Linked DNA regions of Mus musculus: all the other regions are linked to region 1. Evidence: chromatin contacts called from public ChIA-PET and promoter capture Hi-C data. All regions are on one chromosome and are shown on one strand. The core of a region is the stretch at or near the end of the contact, and the rest is flanking DNA. Distances in the headings are between cores, read along the strand shown. Region 1 holds the start of Mfsd6 (major facilitator superfamily domain containing 6). Region 2 has its middle 34 kb from the start of 1700019D03Rik. Region 3 has its middle 21 kb from the start of Gm31867. Region 4 has its middle 69 kb from the start of Gm31955.

Region 1 (4,770 bases), core at 2,143-4,642:
AACTGGCCTTAACCAGGGCAGGTTTTTTGCACAGATTTCTATCTACCTGAAATACAATGAAAACCTTAAATGAAATGTTACATGATGCCTAGAACTGCCAGAAAACCTCCTCCTCAGATGAACTTTATAAGGACCTCTCCTGCCAGATTGCATTATAATAAAGTTGCATTCCAATGGACCAAGACAATGTAGATTTTCTTCACATATGAAGTGATGTGTTTTCTCGTATCTGAAGTCTGAATGTATTTTTCTTTGGATTTCTAATTCTGAGCAGAAAAAAAAAAAAACAATGTATTGACCTTTTAAAATTCTACACATTAATTTTGGTTACGTTCGCATAGAAGTGGGAAGACTTGTAGAACTGTTTTTAGGATTGCTAAACACACACGTGCATCAGACTAAACTTGATGATAATGTGCCGCTCCTGAAATGACGCTATGCCAACCTGAAGTCATCTGTAATGCCACATTTTCCTGAGATGACGTAAGCAGCAAGTAAGGTGACTCCTCCTATCAACTTTACCAAGAAATGAAAGTGTCTCCCTGCTTGCAGTTGCAAGCAAGACGAGACAGAAGGAAAGACATTCTGGCAGTCCAGCCTAGACTTAGTGGGAAACCTGGGCATCAAAGTGTCCTATAGGAAGCCCAGCAAGCCGCAGACTATGCCACAGCTACGACTGGAAAAGGGAACAGTCGGTCATCTGAGACTCCTGACTCTGCCCCACCCCTGACCCCTCTTACTTTCCAAAACAATAAACAACAACACAAATAAAACAAAACAACCTCACTGTATGTTCTGGTTAGGTGCAGTCAGTTTTCTCTTCAGTGATATTTTTTTTCCTTTCTCCTTTTCCCTTTTTAATTTATATAATAAAAGAACACACACTTTTCCAATTTTTTTAAACCTAAATCTAACTTTCTAAGGTCAAAAGAAAAATTACCCCAGTATTGGTCTAATACTCAACTCATATTTGGCACTTAGTTTTACATTTCTTGTAAGTTCAAAAATGTAAGAATAAATGGGTAAAAATATTATAAATCCTCTAATTTATATACATCATCAATATGTAGACGATTCTGCATGGAGAAATGCTAGCATGTGTAATGCACACATGTTGAAACAAAGTTAATTTTCAAAGGCAAGAAGCAAAGGAAAAGCTTCACTGTGGTGGAGAAGGGATAGGTCCCTATCTGGAGGAACCTTCTGGAAGCTTCCTGGGCTTGCTTTGGGGCCAGCGGGATAGGTCAATTCTAACTCCACCTCTTATTGAATATGTGGGTGGTCTAAGTTGCATAATTTCTCTGAGCTTCTTTTTCATGGTGCATAAAATTAGACATTGGTACAGGGATTTGGAAACTAGCTCCAGAATGGTGCCTTTAAAAACATAAGAATTCCAAAAGTGCCATATTACTATAAGATAATGCAGAAGTTTTATATATATATATACATATATATGTGTGTGTGTGTATTTTAACATATATATTATTTATATATAGACACACATGTACTATATATTATAATAGATATAAATATGTGCATATATGTATATGTGTGTATTATGTATATGTATGTATATATGTTGCATAGAATTGGTGATGACTCAATACCCAGACCACCAGACATGTACTGTTTTGTTTCTGTTTTAGTCTACCTTCTTGTTTTATATTTACCTTGATAGATAGCCTGGAAAACTGTAAAATATTTAATAGTTTTAATTCATTTTTTTAAAATTAGACCCCTTTTTCTTTCCAGATGTGTCTTGCATTGTAGTAACAATGTTTCAACCTTTTCCTAAGCAATTTTTTTTAATATTGTGAATTTTTACTCACAACCTGTGAAAAACGCCCAATCACCCTTACTCATCACCAATCAAATGAAAAAATCTTCCACATATGCTAATGACAAGTATTGGGTGTCAGAGCCAAGCTTCCCAATGCAAAGGATTTTATCCTCCTCCTTTTCTTCATAAGGGCATCAATAATGCATACACTTTTAGCTGGCTAGGGCCTGGTCTCAAGGAAGCAATGCTCTGTGCAGAACATGGACCTACCCAATGTTCTCTTTTACAGTGCTGCTGGTAGCACATAAACTGTATGCTGCCTACTTTCAACTACACCTAATATCACACACAATATCACACACAACTACACACAACATCGTGAACCTCCAGCAAGGTTAAAGGAGATTTGACTGGATTACTATCATCTTGTATCCATCTTTTTTCTCTGTGTGAGAAAACTGCAGCCTGGGATGATGTAACAACAACCAAAGGACACAAAACTACTTAGACACTGGTTGGGAGTTGAAACTTCAACTCCACAAGGTTATTTCTACGATGGATTGGCAGGTATTATATGTCCCAGTGGGTGTAGGCATGCTTATTAATTTTTTTTTTTTTTGATGAAAGGGAATGTTTGTGGTTTCGCAGGCGTGTGGGAGAATCAAAACGCACAGTGTGCCAGACTTAAGGGTGGTAATCCACGGGCAAGACCACGTGGGGAGGGGCAAAGGGAGGAGGAGGGGCTACATCTGAATCTTTCCTCTACCTGGTAGTCTCTGTGAAGCGAGGGACCCAAGCCTGAGTTGAAGCTCAGTGCTCAGCGCGCACGCACACCGTAGGACATTTCTCCTAAGGAGGTAGCAGCCCGGGAAGAGGTGTACCGCCCCCTGTATTTGTTTCCACGGGGGAGGCAGACAATGTCAGTTTCCTCCTGCTACACAGGGGGACACTGTCAAGGGCCATGAAGACAAGCTCGCCTCCCCCTCTCTCCCGGGGATGTTTACCTCCAAGGCGACGCCGGGACCGGACTCTGACAGGCTTGGGCCCGCGGGGCCCACCCGCGCCCCCCACCTTCTGCAGCAGCTGCGGGCGGGCGGCGGCCAAGGGCTCCCGGGCAGCGCCTTTGTTTTCCCGACTCCAATTACGTTTGCGGAAGTGCTGCGGGCGCGGGGGACGCCGCTGTCCTGCACCCCGAGATGACAGGCGGCACCCGGGAGGGCGGGATAGGCTCGGAGGCCCCGGGCCGGGGCGGCGCCCACCCCGCAGCAGGTGCACGGAGGAGGATCCGGGGCCCCGGGGCGGCGCCGACCCACTCACCTGGAGGCGCTCAGCTGCGCGAGGCGCGGGGAGCCCTGTCCCCGGGGTGCGGGGCGGCCGCTCGGGGCGCCGGGGCGGCGGCGGGCAGGCCAGAGCGCCGCATGTCGGTTGGGTGGCTAGCTCCTCTCCCGGGGGTGCGGCGGGCGCGACGGCTGGATGCAAGCCGGGTGGGGCGAGCGATGGCGCTGGCCCGGCGCAGTCCGGCGCAACCCCTCTGTCCGCTCCTCCTCGCCGCTTTGGTCCCAGGCCTGGCCTCGCTGCCGCCGCCTTCGCTCCCGACCGGCTGGACCCGTTTCAGGGCTGAGCTGGAGAACCGGGCGCCAGGTGCAGCGCTCCGCCTCCTGCGGCGGCGGATGCGTCCGCCGCCTCCTCTCGGCCTCCCGCCCTCTGGGGCCGCCCGGGGGACCCGGTATCCAGCCCCGGCTGCCGTGACATATTCTAAAGAGTGAAGAGGTGGGCGATGCCCCATCCCCGTTCCGCCACACCCCATTGCGCTCGGGCTGAGCGGTGTTTTACTCCCTAATCTCTGATGGGGTGTTGGAAAGAACTTGAAGCCCAAAGTAAATAACAACCTGGTCTAGGGGTGGTGACAGCCATCAGTTTTCCAGAACTTAATAGGTGCCACCCTCAAAGCTAACTCTGCTGATGAGATGCATGCTGTCTGGTTCTAGGCACAACCTTGGTAAACTGTCCTCGGGTGACCCCGCAGACAACAGCTAGGAGAAAGACAGTGCTCGCTCCAGGAGCTTCTGGAACCCAGACAGCATCTGAACATGGCACCTTAATGAAGAAGTGACCTGAGCACAGGTGTTACTCTAAGAATTAAGCTGTATCATTTGTTAAATTCAGATAGCAAGTAGATTGTATACAGGTTTGGTTTGACAAGGGTATGTGCGTGCCTGTGATGGGGAGCAGAGAATCCAGAGCCAGCAATAATGACAGCTAACATTTAGGAACATTCGTTTCTTACATGGGAAGCATTGTTTACATACCATTGAATCCTATAGATGTAAGCAATGTTAATCTATTGTTACAGCTACAAAACGAGACTGAAAGTTAACTAGGTTCAAAATTACAAACAAGTAGAAGAAAATCCAGGCTCTGCATCATAAGACATTACTAAAGAGCACTTTATAGGCCCTGACGCTTCAAATTGTGAAGCCCTTCTTTATGAAAAAGTATAAATATACAGTTGCTGGATGCTCAGCCCCCGTTTCCAGGGACAGTTTCTGCAGTCAATACGCCTTATTACAGACCACTTGAAATGTTGAGACGTGGAAGTTAAACAAAGACGGTATCTGCTAGCGTTTCAGAGGAAAATTATAAAGGTGATTTGTACAAAGGATGACATATCTGCTCTGGTGTGACCTGGAGACAGCTGGATCCCTCATTGTGTGGAAATGAAAAGCTCTTCAAGTTCCCAGTTGGGCTATCATGAAAGACAACATTCTCCTGATCTGTCCAGCCAGTACGGAAGTGAAAAAGAAAGCAAGCATTCTCCTGATCTGTCCATGCATTAAGGAAATGAGAGAGAGAGAGACAGAGAGAGAGAGAGAGAGAGAGAGAGAGAGAGAGAGAGAGAGAGAGAGAGAGAGAACAAAGTGCCTGAAGATCCTACTGTATCAAGTGTGAGAGGAGAGGTTTTGTAGGAAAAAGGACCTGGGAAGAGGGGC
Region 2 (5,210 bases), core at 1,073-3,572, 260 kb after region 1:
AATAGAAGTCCCAGAAATGAACCCATACACCTCTGGTCAATTGATCTTTGACAAAGGAGCTAAAAAAAAAAAAGTGGAAAAAAAGACAGCATTTTCAACAAATGGTGCTGGTTCAACTGATAGTCAACATGTAGAAGAATACAAATTGATCCATTCTTATCTTTCTGTACAAAGCTCATAACCAAGTGGATGAAGGCCCTCCACATAAAACCAGATACACTGAATCTAATAGAAGAGAAAGTGGGGAAAAGTCTCAAACACATGGGCACAGGGGAAAAAACATTCCTGAACTTTGGAATCTCCAACGGCTTATGCTCTTATTGACATCAACAATCTACAAATGGGACCACATAAAATTGCAAATCTTCTGTAAGGCAAAGGACACTGTCAATAGGACAAAACAGCAACCAACAGTTTGGGAAAAGATCTTTACCAGTGTCATATCCGATGGAGGGGCTAATATCCAATATATACAAAGAACTCAAGAAGTTCGACTCCAGGGAACCAAATAACCCTATTAAAAATGGGGAACAGAGCTAAACAGAGAATTCTCAACTGAGGAAACTCAAAGGACTGAGAAGCACCTAAAGAAATGTTCAACATCCTTTGTCATCAGGGAAATGCAAACCAAAACAATCCTGAGATGCCACCTCACACCAGTCAGAATGGCTAAGATGAAAAACTCAGGTGACAGCAGGTACTGGCAAGGATGTGGAGAAAGAGGTGGTGCTGGTGGGATTGCAAACTGGTACAACCACTCTGGAAATCAGTCTGGCAGTTCCTCAGAAAACTTGACATAATATTTTCTGAGGATCTAGCTATACCACTCCTGGGCATATACCCAGAAGATGCTCCAACATGTAATAAGGACACATGCTCTACTATGTTTATAACAGCTATATTTATAATACCCAGAAGCTGTTAAGAACCCAGATGTCCTTCAACAGAGCAATGGACACAGAAAATGTGATACATTTATACAATGGAGTACTACTACTCAGCTATTAAAAACAATGACTTCATGAAAAATTTTAAGCAAATGGATAGAACTTGAAAATATCAACCTGAGTGAAGTAACTCTGTCACAAAAGAACACATGTGGTATGTAATATCCACTGATTAGTGGATATTAACCCAAAAGCTGGGAATACCAAAGATTCTAAGAAGAACAAAGACCAAAATGTGGATGCTTCATTGCCTTTTAGAAGGGTGAACAAAATACTCACAGGAGGAAATATGGAAACAAAGTGTGGAGACTGAAGGAAAGGCCATCCAGAGACTGCCCCACCTGGGAATCCATCCCATATAAATCCACCAAACTGGGACGCTACTATGAATGCCAGGAAGTGCTTGCTGATGGAAGTCTGATATTTCTGTCCCCTGAGAGGTTCTGACAGAGCCTGACAAATACAGACGTGGATGCTTGAAGCCAACTATTGGAGTGAGCTCTGGGGTCCCTGATGGAGGTGTTGGAAAAGGGACTGACGGAGCTGCAGGGATTTGCAGCCCCATGGAGGGAGCAACAGTGTCAATAGGGCAGACCCCCTAGAGCTCCCGGAGACTGGACCACCAACCAAAGAATACACGTGGAGCAACCCATGGCACTGGACACATATGTGGCAGAGGATGGCCTTGTTGGATATCAGTGGGAGGAGAGGCCCTTGGGCCTTGAGAGTGTTCGATGCCCCAGTGTAGGGGAATGCCAGGGCAGGAGGACTGGAGTGGGTGGGTGTGGGGGTGAACACTCTTGTAGAAGCAGGGGAAAAGGGGTGGGAAGGGGGAGTTCCAAAGGGAAGACTTGCCTGAAAAGTGGAAAGCATTTGAAATTTAAATAAAGAAAACATCGAATCAAAAAAACAGTTAAGGGGAACGGTGAGAAACAAAATAAGATCTTACAAGCTGCACAATGGTTTGTAAAATCTTTGTGTCTTGGGGTAAGTCACTTAACTTCGCTTGGTTTTAGATGGTCTAAAATTTGGTCCAAGGAACTGCCTCATGCTTCGCCCCCAATATCCCAAGGCCCCCAAACCCAGCTGGTTCTAAAAAGACAAACATGGACGAGGATGTAGAACAGGGCCCTGGGAAGGACATTAGCAGTCAGAGAGAACATCTCTCAAGCTAGATGGGAAGCCATACTGTCTGCAGGCAGGGCACTGAGGAGGAGGAAGCCCAGAGAGCAAGTGTTTCCAGCTCCAAGGTCTCCTCTAGGGGCGAGTCTGGTCTACTAGACTATTTATGGAGATGCTCTCCGGACCTAGTTAGCCCACAGGCTCTTTAGAATATCGGTGATTACACAGCACACAGCTCCCTGCCTCCTCATTTGCTTGTCAGCTTCTGTTTCTTGCTCACAGGATGGCTCTGTTCTCTTTTCTGACAGATGCTGCACCCTACCGAGTACTAAAATTAGAATATCCTATATATATATATATGAATCACCTCTCCTCTCATGACCTTAGAACAGCCTTTTGTTGTTCATATTGAAAACGGATTGTTTTAAAGAAAAAAGTCTAAAAAACCTGAAATGGGCTTTTATATTTAAAGAGGACAATTTAGTTGCTGGCATATAGCAAGTATTTACTGGCTTTTAAAAACGTGTTGATGGCTGGACATGAGTGTGTCAGTCAAACAGGTCATAAAGATACTCAAAATAATTTCCATTTTCTATATCAGTGTATAAAGATATTTAAAATTCATTTTTATTTTGTCTATATATTTTTTAATTATAAAAAATAATTTATGGATTCAATTTCCAATGGAAAAATTTCAGCATAAAAGAAGGGAAACTATAGCTTTTCACTATACAGCCTCACACTCGAGCAAAGAGTTAACTGTTACTCTGAAATTAATAGACTAATTAAATTACAAGATATGTAAAACAGTGCTCTACAGCTCTTACAGAACAAGACAAATGCACATACTGATTTATACCAAAGCAAAACCCATGCCAGTTAAGATAGATGCAGATTGATTCCATAAGTAGCACATACCAACTGCAGAACATTATGAGAAACCGGACTGCCACTGTGATGACTGATGCAGATATCCTTGTGTCCTTAGGTTAAAAGATGAATGCCCATGTTCAGAAACAGAACTGCATATATGCCAGCTCTTTTCGGCACAACTCTAGGAGATGTCATGCATAAACACCAGCATCCACCGAGTGGCATGCCCACAAGATGTGGATGGAAATATTGAAAAGCTACAGCTAGTCTTAGGATGGGCTTGCCAAGCTTCAGTGCTTATGTTATTAGAACACTTGCTTTGCTGTGTGAGTTTATACTGAGGTCTTAGCTTATTTGGCTTGTTTTGCAGCACATGTATCACAAAACCTGTGTGCATGGAGTATGTGAGTGCATATATGTATCCTGTAAATATATTTATATATTTAGCAATATATAAAAAAACTAGGTATCTGTGACAGGTAATGTGTGTATTAGTGACTGTAGTACAACTGAGGCACTCTCTAAAGCCATGTGAGAATCATAACTATGCATTATTTGTACAGTTGAAATATCCTAACTCCCACAGGTTTCTAGGTCACATGGCCAATCCCAGCAGAGGCAGCATGGGGGAACTCCAGAGCCATCTCATGACACCCTCCACATTTTAACTCCTTAGTTCCTTTCTTGGATAAGGACAACAGATTACACACAGATTCTATAGTTTCAGAATATACTTATATACATCATATATATATATATATATATATATATATATATATATATATATATATGATCAATTCATCTGTAACTAAATAACCACTTTGACTATTACCAGGCTTAATTTCACGTAAAATATTTTCTGTACATTTTAAGCACTTTATGTTTTTTAGACCAATCGGCTATTTGTGGGTGGGGAGCGATCTCAGAAGATTTGGTACTTTTTGGCATCTCAGTGGATTTGGTTCATTTTTTGGCATCTGGGTGGATCACACTCCTGCCGAGGCCAGTCAATCATGGTCTAAAACCTCCAGCGCTGTATGTCTAGTAAATTCTCTTTCATTATAAGTTGATGATTCCAGGGTATTTGTTACAGTGACTGAAGTTCCAGTGGGGGTATGTCTTCTTCAGAAGAGAAATAGAATCCCAATTGCATGGGAGTCTTAGAGAACATTATTCGGGATGTCTGCACTCCTTTTCAAGTAAAGCTTGGAAAAAATACAAGCCAGGGAAAATGCCAGGGTCTCACCACCCTCCTCACAGGGCATGCTCCCAGTGACCTAACGACACCTCACTGGGCTGGGTCTGTTAAAGCTCCTCCCTAGAAACCAAGTCCTTAATACATAGTTTAGATCTAAACTGAGCACGATGAAGCTGCTTACCCACACTGAGAAGCAGAACTTCCTTCTTCGAAAGAGAAAACTGTATTCTGCACTTCAGACTGACCACTGCCTCCTCATTTTTCCACTGTGAATGTTACTTGAACTGTTCTCCGAAGTTTTGATAAGTTTTCTTGCTGTTTTACATAAATATATGTGCACAAACTCTATATCTTAGGTATTTGCTTTTAAAAAATTTCTCATAAAGTAATTGGCTGTTAAATGAAGCCTTCATGTATCACATGCAACAATCTCCCTTGCTCTCAGCAGTGTGTAGACCTGTGGCCTCCCAGGCCTGTGGGGGAGAGTCCAGAGAAGGGAAAGTTAAAACAAGGCTGGGTGGTAGAGGCTTTAATCACAGCACTCAAGAAGCAAAGGTAGACTGATTTCTGTGAGTTCAAGGCCTTCCTGGACTAAGGAACTAGTTCTAGGACAGCCAGGGCTCCACAGAGAAACCCCATCTCAGAAAAAAAAAAAAAAAAAGGTTAACAAAAGTATTTCCGGTACAATCTTAGAAAAATACAAGTGGATTTACAAGCAACTTCTCTGGAATGGATTCAGATTAGGTTTACACAGATGTTCTACTACTTGAACGTAATCTCTTCTTACAGATCTCCAGTGGCTGAAGTGACCTGGTATCATTTCATATGTACTTTAGTGTGAGAGCGCAGTCTGCATAGTGCTAGGGTGTTTGACATCTCTGCAGTATGTACAAATACTCATCTTGTCCAAGACTCATTGGCACAAACACACTGCTCTTCGCTCTGGCTTGAGGCTCTGGGTAGTAATCTGGGGACATGGGGCTGAAGGGTGAAACAGGATGAAGCTAGAGGAAGGCGTTCTGAGGTTAAGAACAACAAATTTCCCTGGAACTCGGGGCCTCTGTCATGGA
Region 3 (4,622 bases), core at 1,962-4,461, 450 kb before region 1:
GAAAATTCTCAACATTTCAGATCACTTCAAGTGTAAGATGAACATAGGATCTGTCATAAAGAAGTAGTTTGTGAGCTCAATGTCCCTGAGCGAATGCACTGAGCTCAAAATAAATCCAGGTATGACAAAGTGAGTGAGTTACACAATCTCTACCCATCATCTGTTATCCCTCAGCTGTCCCTTTCTCCTTCCCAAATGAAGATTTTAAAATAAACCATAATGATTTTGCAGAAACAAGTACTAAACACATACCTACAGATAATGGGAGAGGACATGGCCAGGACCATAGAGATATTATTTATAATTTAGAATCCTCTGTTCACATCTTTGAAATATGTTGTCCACTCCCTGTACAGAGACTATGGTCATTAAAGTAAGCCTTGTCAACCTTCTCTTGAGCATGCAACTATAGACATGCTTAGCATGTGATCTGTGATGCTATAGTTCCTTGTATAATAAAGACTGAATTTTGTGGGGGCAGGACAGGACCACTAGACTCCAGCAGCTCAGTTTGCACCTTGTAGCCCTAAACTAAATGCTTGGCTTTGGGTGTTGCTGTCTAATCAAGCTCCCATGTAATTCCAAACTTAGGTCAAGTTAACTGAGCAGTACCAGGATGCACACCAGAATGCGCAGGAACCCCCACAAAAGTCTGTAAAGCTAGGATCTACCTCTCGAATTAACTCCCCACTGTTGGCCAAAGTTTAAAAAGAAGGAAGGACTAAAGAGTGGCAATAATTTGACTCCTTCCCTCCCTGGGTTGCATAGAATGTGATCCCATGAAGAAGTGGAGTCTGTTTTCCTATCCCAAAGATAAGTGGTCTGCCTTTGTAGTTTGCATTGTCTAAGAATGTGAAGGAGGTGACATTTTGCAAGTGTCAAAGGTAGCCTCTCAAGGACCACACAGATGCTTTTCCCCGAAGCTCCTGTCCAGCCTGGTCTGATCACTGAGGGAGGCCACGTGGAGCAGAAAGCTATACTAGTTACGGCCTCTTACCCCTCTAGCCCCAGACAGACTGCCAACTGACCACGAATGAATGAACAAGCCCAGCTGAAAACCTGCAGAGCCAGTCATGGCCAGAACCACCGAGCTGAGCCCAGTCTGAATCGCTGAACTGTAGTTTGTTTTAGGTCACAAAGTTTTGGAGTAGTTTATTAAACAGCAAAAGCTAAGACATAGTCCCACAAACCTTGGTGAGTCACACTGCCCAGAAATGTCAGAAAGCAAGTACTTTCCTTAAGGAAAGTTAAAGTTTTATAGAGACACTGAAGTCAGTGCTACTAAAAGTGCTGATCCACAAGGGGCCAAGGGCTGACCCCAGAGTGCAAATCCACACACTACTCCTTCTTCAAGAGAGTCTTCCTGCAGAAAAGAACATCATCTGGAACAGACAGAGCACACAGTGGCATAGTTTGCTTCTATTCTCTTGCAGGGTCCTAATGTTGATGTAAACATACATCATATGATGTAGTTCATAGACCAGCTGCAGTTTATATATAGTGACCCACGATATAAGAGCAAGAAATGCATTTTTTGTAAACAGTAAAAACCTTATGCCTTGAGGACCATATAGGCTATGTTAATTTTGTCATTATATGGAATCATCCAGACCCATGAATGATGTATCAGTGAATGAGCACTGCTGTGTTCCAACAAAGCTATTTAAAAGACAATAAAACTATTTTCATATACAGCAAGCTGTATTCAGAATGTGAGCCATAGTACACTGACCATGTCAGCATGGTTCATCCCCAACAGAGATCATAACCAGTTCTCTCTGTCTGTCTCTCTGTCTGTCTCTGTCTCTCTGTCTGTCTGTCTTTCTGTATGTCTCTGTCTCTCTCTCCTCTCTGTATGTGTGGTTACAATGTCATGATAATAGGCAAGATCAAGAAGTGAACTGAAGGCACCCTATCTTACAATGAAAAAAAACCACAAATGCTTAAAACCTAAGGTGTGTTCTATCAGGGATTGGATGAAATATGCAATCTGGAGGCAGTTGTTTTTAAGTAAGGAAAATATAGTGAGCAGGCACTGCCAATCAAATCCCTGGCCAAATCTTGGCAAGTTTTCTTTGCCAGTGTTGCCATCCCACGGACAGTGAGAAGCACTGTGGTGGTCCTTGCCTCCATTTCTCTTCCATCTCTCTGTGCTTACTTTCACTTTTGTCCCCACCGCCCCTTTTTTCTTTCTCATATCCTAGAAGAATGAGGTCTCAGGAGCATGGGAAGCAAGCAGCATCACACTCTCAAACAGGTTCAGAAGAGCAGCTGTTAATAATTCATGGCAGCCTTCCTTGGTTCCCTCTCCAAATACCGTGAACACAATGGACTCCTGTGTCACTAGAATACGAAACAATGACCTGTCTTATATCCACCCTGGGTTGGGCAGGGTGTGCCCTGGTCAGGAAGAGTCAAGAAAGAGCATAGAAGATACAGCAGCCACCATCACTCATGTCTCAAAAAACTTACTGGGCAGTCTTCCAAATTCTCATTATATATTTGTCCTGGTCTTTAAAAAAAATCAACATGATTAGCTACTTTGACAAATGCACTCCTCAAAATACAAACAGTGGTATTTTAAAATCATAAAAGTAAAAACAAAATTTTAAGTACTGTGTGCTTTGCTTATTTCACTGATATATGTATATATACCTGGAATCCATTTGTTAAAAAATCTCAATCTTTGAAAGGATTAACATACACTTTAAATGGAAATCTTCATATGACTAAGCTTTTCAAGTAGTTTCTTCTACTTAATATTTAACATTTACTTCACCTTTTGATTAAACCATTGGAACGGCTGGAAGAATTCCCATGTGGGAAAATACCACACTAGGAGTCAAAACAATTGTCAGCCACTAACAATCCAGCTCAAAGTGGTCAAACAAATTTTCTAGAGACAAAACATGGTGCCATGGTCACTAGGGAGGACTAGGAGGGACTGAGGCCCAGGAAATAGCATGTCAGGATGCCCTGACGGGAAGCTGTAGATAGGGAGAGAGCCTCGTAAACAAATGAGATTAAGGAAATCTGGAAATTAGAGAAAAGAGAAGAGGATGCCCGGGTCTGTACAAAGACGAGAAACTATAACAGGTTGGTGGCAAATCCTGTCTGCTTTTCTAGTTTTCCTGAGGATGAGCTCAGCTAAGAGAGCTAAACATTGCCTCTGCTGGCACAGGAGCAGCAGGATTCTGCTTCTGCCAGGAGGCGGAGGAGGTGTCCCGTGGGTTGCTGAATACCCCTTAGAACAAACCTCCAGGCTATTCTTTGTTTGACTGCTTTTCACAACCTTCTATGAGCAGCACTACACTCTTGTCCCCTCTTCTTGCCCAGACTGAGAACTTTTAGCATCATGTGAGAGTGACTCTAATTCCTCTCAGAATGCCACTGATATATACAAGAGGTTTTATGAATTCAGATTCAATCCATGAATTCATATTACAGCTAGCCCTCTTTGTCCTCAAATGTGCGTGCATACCATTATGTTTTTCTGTTCTTCTCAAATGATGCCCTTCATCCATCCTGATGTCTCTCCTTCCTCATTAATATTTAATTCTCGAATTATGTCAGAGCCCAGAACTCATTGCAATAACATCCCCTTTACTGTTAGTAAACATGTCTAATTAGTCATCCATATAAAATTCATCCCCTTAGGCAGAAGGACGGTATAATGCTTAGGCATACTTTTTCATATATAGAAGCACAGGTTTTGATTGCTACTCCATCTTCATCCTTCATGGTGTCCCACGACTATAAGTACTCAATAGAAATGTGTAATCCCAATGATTTATTCATTAATTCATTTACTCACGAAATGTCTGTTAAACAGCTATTGTCGGAAATAGTCTTTCAATTGGTAATAGTACAAAGATATGATCCTGTAGAGAATTTTAATCCAGGAATGTGGCTGTTTTGGCAAGGGATAATAGCCAAAGGTCTTCTAGGTCTGTGTGATCCCAGCTGGTAATACAGACACATCTTTAATCTCAGGAGACAGAGGGAAGCCAATCTCTGAGTTACTGGTTAGTTCATATTGTTGTTCCTCCTATAGAGTTGCAGACCCTTCAGCTCCTTGGGTGCTTTCTCTAGCTCCTCCATTGGGGGCCCTGTGTTCCATCCAATAGATGACTGTGAGCATCCACTTCTGTGTTTGCCAGGTACTGGCACTCCCAGTAACTGGAACCCTCTATCCTGAGTTTCCTGATTTAAAAGTTAGTCTAGTCTCTGTCTGCTTATCTTATCTTTCAGACTCTTGGAATACTCTCTGAGGATAGCCTGCCCATGCCACATACGTCCTATAAGAGTTATTCACCAATTTCACTTTTCACCTTTGAAAGGGAGTTGTCCGAGATCAGGTATATGATATGGTATATAGGTTTACAGATCTGATATGTTGACACTGCAGCTGTTCCCTCTAGACAGAAACTGGATCCTGAAGGTTCACAGCACTTTGAACAGAATGCCAGAGAAAGAGTTCATAGGAAGTAAGGAGAGGAAAGATACTAAAGACAGTTCCACAAAAACAGCTTTCTAGCTTTGGGCTCACAGGGCACAAGGTCAAGCCAGACTAGAGCTGCCTCATCTCGTCTCCCCATTCCAAGAGAGGATTCAATTTGCAA
Region 4 (5,096 bases), core at 1,359-3,858, 350 kb before region 1:
TTCTGACCTGCTTGAGTTCCAGTCCTGCATCCTTTGGTGACCAACAGCAGTATGGAAATGTAAGCCGAATAAACCCTTTCCTCCCCAACTTGCTTCTTGGTCATGATGTTTGTGCAGGAATAGAAACCCTGACTAAGACACCATATGATCTTATTTATCTACAATTCTATAAAATGAAATTCTAATCTATAGAGACAGAAAGCAGACACTTGGCTACTTAGTGACTGGAAGTAGATGGGAAAGAAGGAAAAAGTATTGGGAAGGGCATAAGGAATCATTTGGGAATATGTTCAGCATACTGGGGCAAATATGCACAGTTTACTCTGTGTCAATTTTACCCCAGTTAAGCTCTTAAAAACAGAAAGGGAAAACACCATGCCAGTGATGTTCAGTGTCTGATACTGGGGACTAAGGATCGTATCTAGATCATATCTAGAAATGATATTATTCATTCAGAACACATGGCCAGCTAGCTCAGGATGCCCAGAAGTCAGGCTAATGTGTCAGATTGCTTAAAGTGAGCGCTACTGTGTGGAAACAGACACCCTGCTAGGTTCTGCAGAGTGGAGTTATGAACAAGAAACAAGGAAGTGGGGATTCTTAAGTCTGAAATTATCCAGCATCCTAAGCATGATGAATTCTCTTAGAGACACATAATCAAGCTGATCAGGCAGAACTAGGGTTGGACTTTGAGATAGAATGGCGCTGGTTTGGGAGGCTTCCCTGGTGTCTCAGTCAGGGTTTCTATTCCTGCACAAACATCATGACCAAGGAGCAAGTTGGGGAGGAAAGGGTTTATTCGGCTTACACTTCCATACTGCTGTTCATCACCAAAGGAAGTCAGGACTGGAACTCAAGCAGGTCAGGAAGCAGGAGCTGATACAGAGACCATGGAGGGATGTTCCTTACTGGCTTGCCTCCCCTGGCTTGCTCAGCCTGCTCTCTTATAGAACCCAAGGCTACCAGCCCAGGGATGGTCCCACCCACAAGGGGCCCTTCCCCCTTGATCACTAATTGAGAAAATGCCTTACAGTTGGATCTCATGGAGGCCTTTCCTCAACTGAAGCTCCTTTCTCTGTGATAACTCCAGCTGTGTCAAGTTGACACAAAACTAGCCAGTACACATGGTAAGTCAGGTTCTTGGTTTTAATAACATTCAGCCTTGTTTATGGTCAGAGATGAACTAAGAATAGTTAGAATTTATTTTTCCAGTGAGCTAAAAACACAAATCTAGTTATCACAATGGACTCCTTGCTCACATGACACACAGACATATCACTATTCAACTAGAACTTTCACTTCTCATTTGTTCCCCAAAAGACACGACAATATTAATATCAGAATGTAAAACATAAATAGGGACTCTAACTCTGCCACACAATTGATTACTTGTCAATGTGATGCACAGGTACATTGCTGGAACCTTGACTTTTATGAATATATGAATTACCTAGTTTGGCTGCCCACATGAGATGCAGCCTTGCTCCCTCTGGACCACAGCTTCTATGTGCTGACCCTGTGGAAATTCTCTCAGAATGCTTCACCTCAATGATATTAGTCTCTTTTTAAACTCTGCTAATTTGTCAGCTCCAGTTACCCAGCATCAATTGTCCCAGCGAAGTAAAGGTTTCACTTTATGGATTCTGGTCTCTTCTTAATCATAGTTGATTCTTTCATATCTGCTGACCAGAATCACAGAGTCTTAACAGAAACTGGCATGTGAGTGGCCCTGATAAGAGTCCGTGGGAACTTAGAAGATAATGCTTCTAAGGACCCACAACCATTCATTAAGATCTGAACACTCAATGGCTTTCCTAGCTCAAGTTTCAAAAAGTCCTTCCCCAATACTCCCTAAACAACATGGTCAGGTCTTTCACAGAAATATCCCATGAACCTGGTACCAATTTCTCTTTTAGTTTGTTTTTATTCATACAATAAAACAACACCATGACCAAGAGTGACTTGCGGAGGAGAAGATTATTTCAGTGTAAGAATTTATGGTCCATCCTGGAGAGAAGTTGGGACAGAAACCAGGCAGCAGGAACTGAAGCAGGGATGTTGGAGGGATCCCATTTCCTTGCTTCCTCCCCCAGGTTTACCCAGCGTGTCTTCTCATCTGTCCAGGGGTGACACCACACTTTGGGATATGAGATCCAACTGTAAGGCTCTCCCACTACAGAGGTTTAAAAGAAAATGGCCCTCACAGGCTCATAGGGAGTGGCACTATTAGGAGAGGTGGTCTTGTTGGAGTAGGTGTAGCTTTGCTGGAGAAAGTGTGTCATGGGGGGCATCGGGGGGAGAGACTTTGAGGTCTCAGCATCTCAAGCCAGGACCAGCATAGCAATGTCTCTTCCTGCTGCCATCTGATCCAGATGTAGAACCCTCAGCTCCTTCTCCACTACCATGTCTGCTGATGTGCTGTCCCGTCATGAGGATAACTGACTACACCTCTGAACTGTAAGATAGTCCCAATGAACTCTTTTCTTTTATAAGAGTTGTTGTTATGATGTCTGTTTGCAGCAAGAAAAACCCGAAGACACCCACATCAATCACTTATCAAGAAACTGCCCCAGAGGCTTGCTTACAGGAAATCTGAGGGTGGAACATTTTCTCAATTGAGGTACACTGTGCAGCAAGGCTGCTCTGGAATTCACTATTATGGTCTTCTTCCCACCCCAGCCTCAAAGGTGTAAGCCACCAGGCCTGACTTTTTTTCCCCCCACAAGTCCTTTTTGTCTCTGATAGTTATATTGGTTGTTTCTATATTTCTTTGTTTTTGTTCTTTTGTCATCTTTGTCTTGCTGTTGAGCCCATTTGTCCTGGTTAGCTTTAACTGTTAATTTGACACAGCCTAGAGCCTCAATCGAGCAATTGTTTAAATCACACTGGCCTATGGGCATGTCTTTGGGGAATTGCTTTAATTTTGCTTGATGTAGGAGGGTCCAGGCATAGGTGTGTTGGGCAGAACCTGCTACAGGTTGTCTTGAGCTGTATAAGAAAGCTACATTGCTGTAATCTACATAGTTCCTGTGGTACTTCTTGAACAGAAATAGTGCTGTGGGGAATACAAAGCTGAAACGCCTTTACCAGGAGACGGCTGCCTGAGTTCAGCCATCTCAGGAACAAATTCCTCCTTGCTGCTAGAGCAACGACTGAGTTCATGTCCCCAGGCCTTGGAATCAACTTAGAACCTACTTCTTCAGATGTTTCATGTTTGTCTGTTAAACATTAAAGGGTGTTAAGAGAGAAGATGCTGGTTTCCTGTTGTCTAAACTAAGGCACACAAGTTATAAATGTGCTGCCTGTCTCGACTTAGTTGACTGTGTTTAGCTTGCTCACTCCTTCGTTCCTTTATCATTCTGGATTCTGGGTCTCTTGGTTCCATTGACTACACGCTGCTTGTTGTTCCTTTATCACTCTAGATTCCAGGTCCAGCCAGGAGGGGTCTTGGCTGCAAAAGCTGACTCAAGGACCCTGAAACCAGGTCACCAATGTTAACCTCCTCGTTTAACCTCTTGTCAAAATATGATTGGTCAACACAACAGCTCCTTCCTCCTTCTCCCTTACTTTGTGTTCCCCGTCCTTTAAAAAGGTTGTACAATCTCTGAGGTTCAGATCCGGAACTGACCACCCTTCTGCACAACAGAAAATAAAGCCTTCATTTTAAGCTTCTGTCTCTGAAGTGAGTTTTCTCAGCTTCTACCCTGAACTCAACACCTTCAAGTTCCTGCTCAGCTTCTCTCAGGATGAGCTATGACCTGGAATTGTAAACCAGATAAACCCTTTCTTTTCCCAAACTGCTTTTGTTCAGATGTCTTATCATAACAACAGAAAGTGAAGAGAACACTGCTAATTTCTTAGCTCCAGCAAACTAGCATCAATTGTCCCAGCGAAGTAAAGGTTTCACTTTAGAAATTCTGGTCTCTTCTTAATCATAGTTGATTCTTCAATTTCTGCTGACCACAGAGTCTTAACAGAAAATAGCATGTGAGTGGCTCTGATAAGAGTCTTTCCTTCCCGATGAAAAACAGGAATGTTTAGTACCCTGAGTTTGTTCTCTATCCCTGAAAAGAAAGAAAAAACATGAACAAAATAAAATAAATACAATACTAAAGTAGAAAGAGGAAAATCATTAGGCAGAATGCTCGCCAACCGCTTCCTCACACAGATGTGCTTTAATTCCAAATGCTCCATTTAGTTCCTTTTTCAATATCTTTTTTGTTTTGTTTTATTTTTTGCTTAGGTTTTCTACTTTTTCATCATGTTTATTCTCTGCTGGCATTTCTATGATAAGTGCTATGAGATGGGAGGTGAGTATTACGTTAGCTTGCTTGATCATGGTAACTACTTTTGTCATACATAAGAATACCCAAAGATTGAGATACACCTTTAAATAGACTCAGATTATCATCAGCCTTGAAGCTGTTACCACGTATAAAATACTTTACATGTAAAAGATAAAATGTCTCATGCCAGTATTGGTACCCTTTCAGCACTGACATTTATTTCCTAGCCTACATCTTAGACATCTGGATTTTACATCATAAGATTTCTTTGGGTTGAGAAGATAGCTCAGTAGCACAGCACTTGCTAGCTTTCACAGGACCCCAACTATTCAATTCTCAGTGCCCCCACAATCCTCCACCACCATTACCACCACCCAAACCCAAAACAAAACAACCTGGTTTGTCTTTGGATTACCTCTTCTGGAGGGAAAGCAACCTCCTTCTCTTCCAGTTGCATGACTTAACCTCTCTGAGGGCTGTGGTTCACAGGCTCATTCAGTTTATTTTCTAAGGGAAGACAATACACAGAATAATGCCCCTTAGCATTCTGTACATCTTCACCCCGGGAAACTAGGAGTTTTCTTACAAGGTAAGAGAGACTGCAAAGCTGCATGAGACTCTTCATCCAGAGAAAATTATTGTATCGACCCATTTATTGCTGCTATAGTAGAATACCAAATCTGGGCAGTATATAGTAAACAGAAATGTATTGACAGCTATGGAGCCTGGAAAGTCCAAGAATAGGATTCTGATATCTTGTAGCCTTCATAGGATATCACATTGGGCTCCTGGCCTAATATGGAAGAGAAG

Evidence for each region. Promoter capture Hi-C pulls out the DNA fragments that hold promoters and counts their contacts. ChIA-PET counts read pairs in DNA pulled down with a chosen protein or histone mark.
Region 2: a contact with region 1 is called in a promoter capture Hi-C map of hippocampal neurons, with 2.8 times the contacts expected there. The contact joins the enhancer-like site here to the promoter of Mfsd6 in region 1. A contact is called at or near these places in 9 of 39 promoter capture datasets (the 3T3-L1 cell line, 3T3-L1-derived adipocytes, the C10 cell line and 5 more).
Region 3: a promoter capture Hi-C map of hippocampal neurons shows a contact between it and region 1, with 4 times the contacts expected there. The contact joins the enhancer-like site here to the promoter of Mfsd6 in region 1. A contact is called at or near these places in 11 of 39 promoter capture datasets (the 3T3-L1 cell line, the C10 cell line, cranial neural crest and 7 more), 1 of 484 Hi-C or Micro-C datasets (the G1E-ER4 cell line), 6 of 115 datasets of contacts at active chromatin or transcription factors (embryonic forebrain, embryonic stem cells, extraembryonic endoderm stem cells and 2 more) and 1 of 9 other capture datasets (macrophages).
Region 4: an RNA polymerase II ChIA-PET map of effector CD8 T cells shows a contact between it and region 1, with 5 read pairs. The contact joins the enhancer-like site here to the promoter of Mfsd6 in region 1. A contact is called at or near these places in 10 of 39 promoter capture datasets (the 3T3-L1 cell line, 3T3-L1-derived adipocytes, the C10 cell line and 6 more) and 3 of 115 datasets of contacts at active chromatin or transcription factors (effector CD8 T cells, memory CD8 T cells and stem cell-derived neural progenitor cells).

The regions. Positions count from the first base shown.
Region 1 is chr1:52,723,926-52,728,695 of GRCm38.p6, forward strand. It overlaps Mfsd6 (major facilitator superfamily domain containing 6), which reads right to left and starts at 3,393. Exons shown (of 6, transcript NM_178081.4): 1 at 3,098-3,393.
Region 2 is chr1:52,984,584-52,989,793 of GRCm38.p6, forward strand. It overlaps a transcript of 1700019D03Rik not described here. Among named protein-coding and RNA genes, the nearest start is that of 1700019D03Rik, 34 kb to the left of the region's middle. Within about 2 kb of position 2,323, at least 20 of the 459 cell types and tissues checked have an H3K27ac peak or open chromatin away from gene starts, as enhancers often do. A contact at or near this core is called in hippocampal neurons, where this site is marked.
Region 3 is chr1:52,277,195-52,281,816 of GRCm38.p6, forward strand. No RefSeq gene overlaps it. Among named protein-coding and RNA genes, the nearest start is that of Gm31867, 21 kb to the left of the region's middle. Within about 2 kb of position 3,212, at least 13 of the 459 cell types and tissues checked have an H3K27ac peak or open chromatin away from gene starts, as enhancers often do. A contact at or near this core is called in extraembryonic endoderm stem cells and hippocampal neurons, where this site is marked.
Region 4 is chr1:52,372,298-52,377,393 of GRCm38.p6, forward strand. No RefSeq gene overlaps it. Among named protein-coding and RNA genes, the nearest start is that of Gm31955, 69 kb to the left of the region's middle. Within about 2 kb of position 2,609, at least 21 of the 459 cell types and tissues checked have an H3K27ac peak or open chromatin away from gene starts, as enhancers often do. A contact at or near this core is called in effector CD8 T cells and memory CD8 T cells, where this site is marked.